3 separate regions of the Mus musculus genome follow, and all the other regions are linked to region 1. A link is a contact called in public promoter capture Hi-C data. All regions are on one chromosome and are shown on one strand. The core of a region is the stretch at or near the end of the contact, and the rest is flanking DNA. Distances in the headings are between cores, read along the strand shown. Region 1 holds the start of Top1mt (DNA topoisomerase 1, mitochondrial). Region 2 holds the start of Ly6d (lymphocyte antigen 6 complex, locus D). Region 3 has its middle 21 kb from the start of Ly6m.

Evidence for each region. Promoter capture Hi-C pulls out the DNA fragments that hold promoters and counts their contacts.
Region 2: a contact with region 1 is called in a promoter capture Hi-C map of hippocampal neurons, with 4 times the contacts expected there. A contact is called at or near these places in 5 of 39 promoter capture datasets (the 3T3-L1 cell line, embryonic stem cells, hippocampal neurons and 2 more), 4 of 484 Hi-C or Micro-C datasets (B cells, the N1E-115 cell line, cerebellum and 1 more) and 5 of 130 datasets of targeted methods (embryonic stem cells, large pre-B cells, microglia and 2 more).
Region 3: a contact with region 1 is called in a promoter capture Hi-C map of hippocampal neurons, with 3 times the contacts expected there. A contact is called at or near these places in 1 of 39 promoter capture datasets (hippocampal neurons), 1 of 130 datasets of targeted methods (embryonic stem cells) and 1 of 9 other capture datasets (embryonic stem cells).

The regions. Positions count from the first base shown.
Region 1 is chr15:75,677,517-75,680,082 of GRCm38.p6, reverse strand. It overlaps Top1mt (DNA topoisomerase 1, mitochondrial), which reads left to right and starts at 1,283. Exons shown (of 14, transcript NM_028404.3): 1 at 1,283-1,430. The coding sequence starts at 1,327.
Region 2 is chr15:74,762,294-74,764,859 of GRCm38.p6, reverse strand. It overlaps Ly6d (lymphocyte antigen 6 complex, locus D), which reads left to right and starts at 1,293. Exons shown (of 3, transcript NM_010742.1): 1 at 1,293-1,351; 2 at 2,011-2,109; 3 at 2,272-2,566. The coding sequence starts at 1,300. The coding sequence ends at 2,504.
Region 3 is chr15:74,901,131-74,903,696 of GRCm38.p6, reverse strand. No RefSeq gene overlaps it. Among named protein-coding and RNA genes, the nearest start is that of Ly6m, 21 kb to the right of the region's middle.

The DNA of each region.
Region 1 (2,566 bases), core at 34-2,533:
GTGTGTATGTGTCTGCCTCGCTCTTATCAGACTTTCTGGAGGAGGTGCTGGAGGAGGCTGAGATTCAGAGAAATTAAACTTGTCTAGTAAAGAGCAGATGGTGGACTCCCACAGGCAGACACAGGCCATTGTAGCCCATCAAGTTGAGGAAAGCGACGTGAAAACGCTTGTATGTTACTCGTAATGAGATGGTTGCATTGAGTTTGTATTGAAGTCAAATGCCCCTGCTTATCCTGAATTGTGGCTTCTACACAATGAAGCCCTCCCCACCCTCCAGCTCTCTGTTGGCGGCTACGACGTGTGAGTGGACACTGCTGTCACAGAACAGCCTTATGACGGACTTTGGGCTCAGGAGGTCTGACTGTCAGCTCCAGCATTCATCATCATCTACCTGAAATTCTTCCTCAAGCCTGGTCTCAGTTGCAAACAGGGCTCCTTTTACCTGCTATGAGGATATGAACGCTGTGAGGCCATGCTCCCCAACTGTCACAACTCCAGCTGGTCTTCAAGGGTACAAGGGTCCTGGACAGCCAGCTACAGACCTGGAATGCCCAAAGTCTTGCTGGTCTGTTGATCATACTCAGCAAACTTTTTGTAGTACTGGCCGTGTCCAGCAGGGGGCCCACTAGCCTCTCCCCGGCTCTGTTCCTGCCTCGGGCCGCTAGATGTCAGTAGGAATCCAGTGAGTTGGTAACCGTGGGCGGGACCTACAGGATAGGCTAGCTCTTTCTTGCTGGTCTCCGTCTCATTTTTTACCTTTCCTGTTCACCACTTTCTTGCAGGCCTGTGTGCTGTTTCAGTGGAAATACCAAGGCTGCCTGCTGCTGGCTCGGGGAGCAGCTGTCCGCGGATTAGGAGATTTTTGTTGCTTGGTACAAATGTCTTGAGATCTTGGTACACATGTCTTCAGATCTGAATGTGTTGAAGGGGGGAGCCTATGGCTTATGGCCCTGGTCTCTTGGCGGCGAGCCTAGGCAACAGCAGTTTTTGCAGGACTTCCAGTGCTGTTGGTCAGTCGCCTAGAGGAAGTTGCTTTGAGCAGGGCAGCTGGTGTCTGCAACTGCGTCCTCCTGGAGGTGTGGGTACTCGGTGTTTTGCCACTTAGATGGGTAGATAGGGCCCTCTGACCAAGTGTGTCTACTCATGACTTCCTCAGGTTGCCATGGCAGGTAGAAGCGCTGGGAGAGGGGCAATGCTCGGCCCTGGCTGGGGACGCCTTCCCAAGGTGGGCGGGCAGGGCGGGACTCCTGGACGTGTGGGGGCGGAGCTCTGTCAGAAGGGCGTGGCCTCGGAAAGCGGGCAGAGCCCACGCATGCACGCACACGCATGCTGCTGCTGTGGCTCAGAGCCCTGTGCCGGCGTTTCCAGCATGTCCCCTGCCGCGTCCCTTCCTGTCAGGTGTCCCGGGTCGCGAAGGCGAACAGAGCCGGGTAAGGCGGGTGGGACGGAGCTCAGGCGAGACAGGGCTCAGTGACTTGCCTAATCCTGCTCCTGTGCCGGGCCACACCGGACACATTGGGAAAAATCGGTCACCCATGTAATTGGGTCTGGGCCTCCAGGCTGCCGCGTTTGGTTTGGAGGAGGTCCCTTTGGAGTGTGGTTCCCAGATTCCCTGATTGGTCTCAGGCCCACTCCACGATTCTTACACTCTTTGTCACGTGGCCTTAGCTTTCAATACCTACCTTACGTCACCAGCCTGCCCCGAGGGACTTCCTAGGGGTTGGGATGGCTGTCCAGGCTGAGATTATATGTGAGATTCTGATTTTTCAACCTTTCCCTCGTGTACTGAGGTTCCCGGAAGCGCCCAGCTCTGGGTTGTGGGATTGTTGCTCACAGCACTTGGGGAGCGGGGATGTCCTGGTCTAATCGCCCGAGTGGTGGGTGGGTTCACAGCGAAGACAGCCCTTCCAGGGCCAGCCATTACAGCTGACCTGCTGACCTGCTTTTGATAGCTCAGCCCCGGACTGGGGCAGCTAAGCTCTTAGGCTCTAGAAATTCCAGGGGAAAGACAGGGCTGTCCTGACTCTCCAAATGGGGCTGAGTTGTGGCCTCTAGGAGAAGACACAGGGCTTCACAGCAGGACATCGGGGTAACTTCCTTGATACTCTTCTCCAGTGGGACAAAGGAATGTCACCCACGCCACGCCACGCCACAGTAGTTGTTTATAGCCCCAATCTCAGTGTCCTTGTCTGTGAAATGGGGATGGCCGTAGACTTCGCCTAGCAGTTTGGGTAATGAGCTTGCCGCTCAGTGTAGGTTCTGAGGTGCTTGTCCACATTTTATGACATCGAATTGGGCTGAATGTTGGAGGAAAGCTGCCTGAGTCGTGTCACGAAGCACTTCTGCATGCAGCCACCGAACTGTTCCCCACCTAGACCCACATGAGAAGCGGAATGGGATTTAAACCCCTATCTCTGGGAACCTTTGGCCACCACTTTTCTCTTTTTCCCTCCTGCATGGTTCATGGGACACCTCTCACCCCTCACACCCCTCAGGCATCCAAGTTCTGGCTACTTTGCAAGAGCTGCTCTGTTTATGAAGCCCGGCCCGCTCCTTACTTTCTGAG
Region 2 (2,566 bases), core at 44-2,543, 920 kb after region 1:
ACAGATCCAAGACCCAACATGAAGGCTGAGGTCCCTGGGAGCAAGCAAGCATGCCGATACATCCTCCTACCCAGGGTGTAAGTGTGAAGCCTGTTGCACCCTGCTCTCAATCTCAGGCCCAGACTCCCCATTTCTTGTCTGCCCTTCATTCCCAGACCCCAGAACTCCACTGAGCCCAGGAGTAGCTCCAAACCTGTTTTTCCAGCAGTTTTCCAATGACTCATCTTCCCCTGTTTGCCAACTCTTCTGTCACCGCCCTGTCACGGAGTCCCAAGTTCTGTTCCCAAGGCTCAGAACCACCCTCCTATCCCTCTGCCCACTCATTCTCCCTATGTCTGATGTATTCAGGGAAGAGGGGCTGGAGCTGTACGGGCCTTTCCAAGGAAGCAGGGACCCTGAATTTCAGGCCTTTCCTGTGGCCTTCCAGGTGCCATAAGCAAATCCAGGGGAGGCAGATATTACCTAGCAACACAGGGGAAGGCTTGGGACAGAGCTGGACCTTCTCCAGGGGCTCTTATCCAAGTGACTTCCAGATTCCAGGTCCTGCCAAGTCCAAAACCTGCCTCAAGAAGAACCACATGAAAGTTCTAAGGACACTTGTCCGCTGACCCCAACAAGTAGCCATAGCTTTGCTTCACTTGATCTGGGATCTTCATAGCCCTAACCTGGCCATACCCAGCACACACAGAGACTCACTTCTCTCTCCTGACCCCACAGTCACCTCCACAAGGACCATTTGTTTCCCCTGGGGTTGGGTCCTTGATCCAAGTCCCCACTGGGTCAACGATGCACTGAGCCCAGAGCAGAAGAAGGTGCTCTGCGCCTCCCAACCTGTAGGTATTGAGACTTCCAGCATAGGCTGTGACTGAAAGAGTTACCCAGTGGTGATTAGATGCCGAGAGTAACAGACAGAAACAGAAAGGCAAAGACAAGGTGACCCAGGTACAGGCACGCAATCCACAAGGAAACGGAGAGCCAGAGAGAGCGGCAGAGACAACAGCAGGAGGGATGGAGACTCAACAGCATCCAGTGTCTGGAGCAAGAACCAGAATGGTCTGCCAGGCTTCTGACCACAGCCAACCCTGCTCAGGAAGGCTGCGGGGCTGAGGGGACCAGGCACTCCAGTCCCTCCAGGTGGCAGAAGCCAAGCCTGTACTGAGGGCATGGGGCCAGGAAGGGTGGGGTGGACCTGATTTGCATGCTGCTTTCTGGCCTGCCCTCGATCCTCCCACAGCTCCTGTCTCATCTATAAGATCTGGGGAGAGAAAGGGTCCCCAGTGCTTCCAGATGATGTTTAGGATGAAGACAGCTCTGCTCGTCCTCCTTGTCTTGGCTGTGGCCACTAGCCCAGGTGAGCGGCTGCACTTGGGGGCTGGGAAGGGGTGGATAGCTTTGTCTAGATGCTAGACACTCATCCCTAGGCAGGCTGGGCTTGACAGAATGTCATCAAATGAGGGAAGATGGAATTTAGGCTCGGAGAACGCTAGGGGTGCTTGGCTCTTAACATTTAAAACAAAATGAGTTTGATATCTTAACTCACCGGATCTTAAAATCACACTATTTCAGAATCAGGCAATTTTTGCACTAACTCTTAGAAAAGGGGCATTTTGAGAGAGAGGAGAGCTGGAGATATCTTGAGAGGTTTCCCTTACTGCCTTTGCCACCTCTTATCTGTCCTGGGCAACACTAGGGTGGTCAAGTCCCTCTTTCTCCGGGCTCTTCAGAATTCAGACCTTTGGTGTGGAGGACACTTAGCAAAGACCAGGAATCTCCTGAGGTTCTTGAAAAGTCTCTCTTCTCCGTACTCCCTCTGCTTTCTCACCTCTGCCCAGGGGTGGCACTGACTAGAATGTCCTCTCTAGGGCTTTAAGGAATATCTAGACACCCTCTGAGCCAAACACAGGCACGAGCTTTGTGGCATCTGGGGCAGAGGTTAGGGTGACAAATTCCGAAGGCTCTGGTTGGGGCAAAGACCTTTACTTGACTGACTCAATAACCCTCATCCTTCAGCCTGGGCACTTCGATGTCACGTGTGCACCAACAGTGCCAACTGTAAGAACCCTCAGGTCTGCCCGTCCAACTTCTACTTCTGCAAAACCGTCACCTCAGGTGAGTGGCAGCCCAAGTCCCTCAGGGCCAAGAGATCAGCCCTAGGCTTGATCCTGGGAATGGGCCAGTCGTGGTGAAAGTGGTGGTCAAGAGTGGGTGATGCTCGGTGGGAGCCAGGGTACACTAAGTCAGGCCTGATGCCCTTTTCCTTTCTGTGTGCAGTGGAGCCTCTGAATGGGAACCTGGTGAGGAAAGAGTGTGCAAACTCATGCACCTCCGACTACAGCCAGCAGGGCCATGTCAGCAGTGGTTCCGAGGTCACACAATGCTGCCAGACTGACCTATGCAACGAGAGGCTGGTCAGCGCTGCACCTGGACATGCCCTGCTCAGCAGTGTCACCCTGGGCCTGGCAACGAGCCTCAGCCTGCTCACTGTTATGGCTCTCTGCCTGTAATGTACTGCTTGGAATTTCCCTTGCCCCTTCCCTTCTAGTCGTCAGTGTCCCCACGGCCCATG
Region 3 (2,566 bases), core at 42-2,541, 780 kb after region 1:
CCCAAGGCTTCCTGTCTTTCCTCCCTGCCATCTCTTCATCTCTGATCTTTTCCTGTGTCTTTGACATTGTACCTTCCCCCACTGAATTCAAATCCATGACCAGAATTAGGGCTGAGGCAGGGGATGGGGGTGAGGTACGTGGGTCTGAAGAGCTCTGATGAGCGGAAACCAAAGTTTTCTTAGAAACAGAGGTCAGAGTTTGAGGGTCTCATACTTACCCTAACTCAGAGAAGCCCACAGGTCCCATTCTACAAAGAGGGTCTGTTGTAAACGGAGAGATTCAGCAAACACCACAGCCTTGAGAGTTAAAGGACATGTGTGATTTAGAAAGCAGGAAGGTCAAACAGAAAAGGTCAAATCTCTTTCTCCAGAGTGGCTAAAGGGGTAGGACTCAAACACAGGAAATATTAAAAAATGAACCTGCCAGCTCTCTACATGGTCCAACCACACTCTTGGGCTCCTGCCACCGCCGCCAACTCTTTGGAGCTAGCCCCCACAGCATCTGGCTCACTTTTCCCGGGAGCTACTAGTTCCATCTCTGCTATAATCTCCTGTAACAAGCGGTCCCACACTCCAGTAACCAAATAGATCTGCCATCCTTGAGGTTTGATAACACAATACCCAGTAACCTGGTAAAATCAAGACTCTTAAGCTTAAAGCTAACCAATTGGATTTATATATCAATAATATCACAATTTACAAGGTGCCAATACAATAATGTCAGAGGCAACTGATAATGATAAAAGCTTTATCCCAATATTTCTAACCTTGTGAAATCATAGCTACTTGTGGCTGGTAATCACCATGGGGGTTCACGTCCACATCCACGTCCACAACCACAGTTCTTCTTTCCCTGCTCTGAGATGCTCTCTCTGTGTCTCTCTCTGTCTCTCTTTCTCTGTATCTCTCTCTCTTTCTCTCTCTTAGCTCTACCTCCCCATTTCCCTGTCCAACTACAGGCCTCCTCTGCACTAATGTAATTGGACAGGGAAAATCCTGCGACAAGGTGACGTGCTCTAGGCATGTTGCTGCCTCACTAAGCTACAACCTCAGGGAAAATACTTTCTTAAAACAAAAACAGCCAAGGCCAACAAGTGAGAACAAGTAGGAATAGCCATATCCAAACCCAAGATCTGTGTAGAGAGCGGCATAGGGATGGATGATAAATGGACAGAAAACAGTGGAGCGAGCAAATGGGTTGGTATTTTGTGGGACCAATCAGGAGGTGCTTGACTGTTTCTGCTTCAGATAAACAGATCAAGTGATCCAGAGAGTAAAGGCGTTGCTAAGCAACGCAGTCTGGCCTCCAGGCTGTTTGCAGCTGTTACAGTGATGTCGAGAGGTTATTATGCCACAGGAGAAATGCTTGTGTGAACATGGACAAGTGGGCTGGAGAGGTTTCTCAGTGGTTAGAGCACTGGCTGCTCTTCCAGGGGATCTGATTTTAATTCCCACTATCCACATAGCAGCTCACAATGCCTGTAACTCCAGTCCCAGGGGATCTGACATTCTCTGGTGGCCTGCTCAGCCATCAGGCACACACAGGGTACACAGACATACATGAAGGGAAAAAACTCATATATATAAAATAAAAATTTTTTTAAAAAAGGTTTTAAAATGTGGACAAAGAGCTGGGCATATAGCCCAGTTGGCAGCATGAATAAAGACATAGGTCCAATCTCCAGCATCCGATGAAACAGTCTGATGCAGCATACCCATAATCGCAGCATTTGGGATGTAGAGGCAGGAAGATCAGTTCAAGGTTATCCTTGGTAACTTAGGGAGTTTGAGACCAGCCTTGGCTATGTGAGACTCCGTCACAAACAAACAAACAAACAAACAAACACAACAAACCTGAAAAAAATGTGCACACGGAGAAGAAGTATTTGTGCTAAAACTTCCTGGAGTAGAAGAGGAAAGCCTGGGTTATCACAAAGGACAGGAGGTCTGTGTGTAGTTTATAGACACTTGACTTTCTTTAAAAAAAACAATCTTTTTATGTAACTGCGGCTAAGCTTGTGATCCTCTTGATTTAGCCTAAGGATGGAATTATAAATACATCACTGGTTTCTCACTTTTTTTAAAAAAAAAAGTGGGGGTTGTGTTCATGTATTGAATGGATGCATATTATGCAACCAGTTGTTTGATGGGTATTTGTGGAATGTCCATCTTGGACTGGCCTAACTAGAAAGGTCAATCCAGTGTTCTAGACCCTCTGTCTAGTTCATGTGGATCTTTGTTCTGGCCACTTCTTTGCTGGCTAGAGAGCCTCCCAGTAATGTCCCATGGCACCTCAGTCCCCAACCCCAGAGCTACTGGCCACTCCTACTAAAACAGCAGTACTGAGACACAACTTTCTATTTTCCAGTACAGCCCTAGGCAGACCTTTGTGACAACCTTAAGCATAGTAGGACCATAGTGCTGGTAACCTCGCTCTTCTTTCTAGGCTGGGCACTTCCTAGGCTGCAAGACACTCCAGGGTCCATCTTTGAAGGTAGAAATGAGTCTCCTTGAAGCTGTTCTCCTGGAGGCTGCAGAATGAGCTCATGTTATTGAAATTACCAGA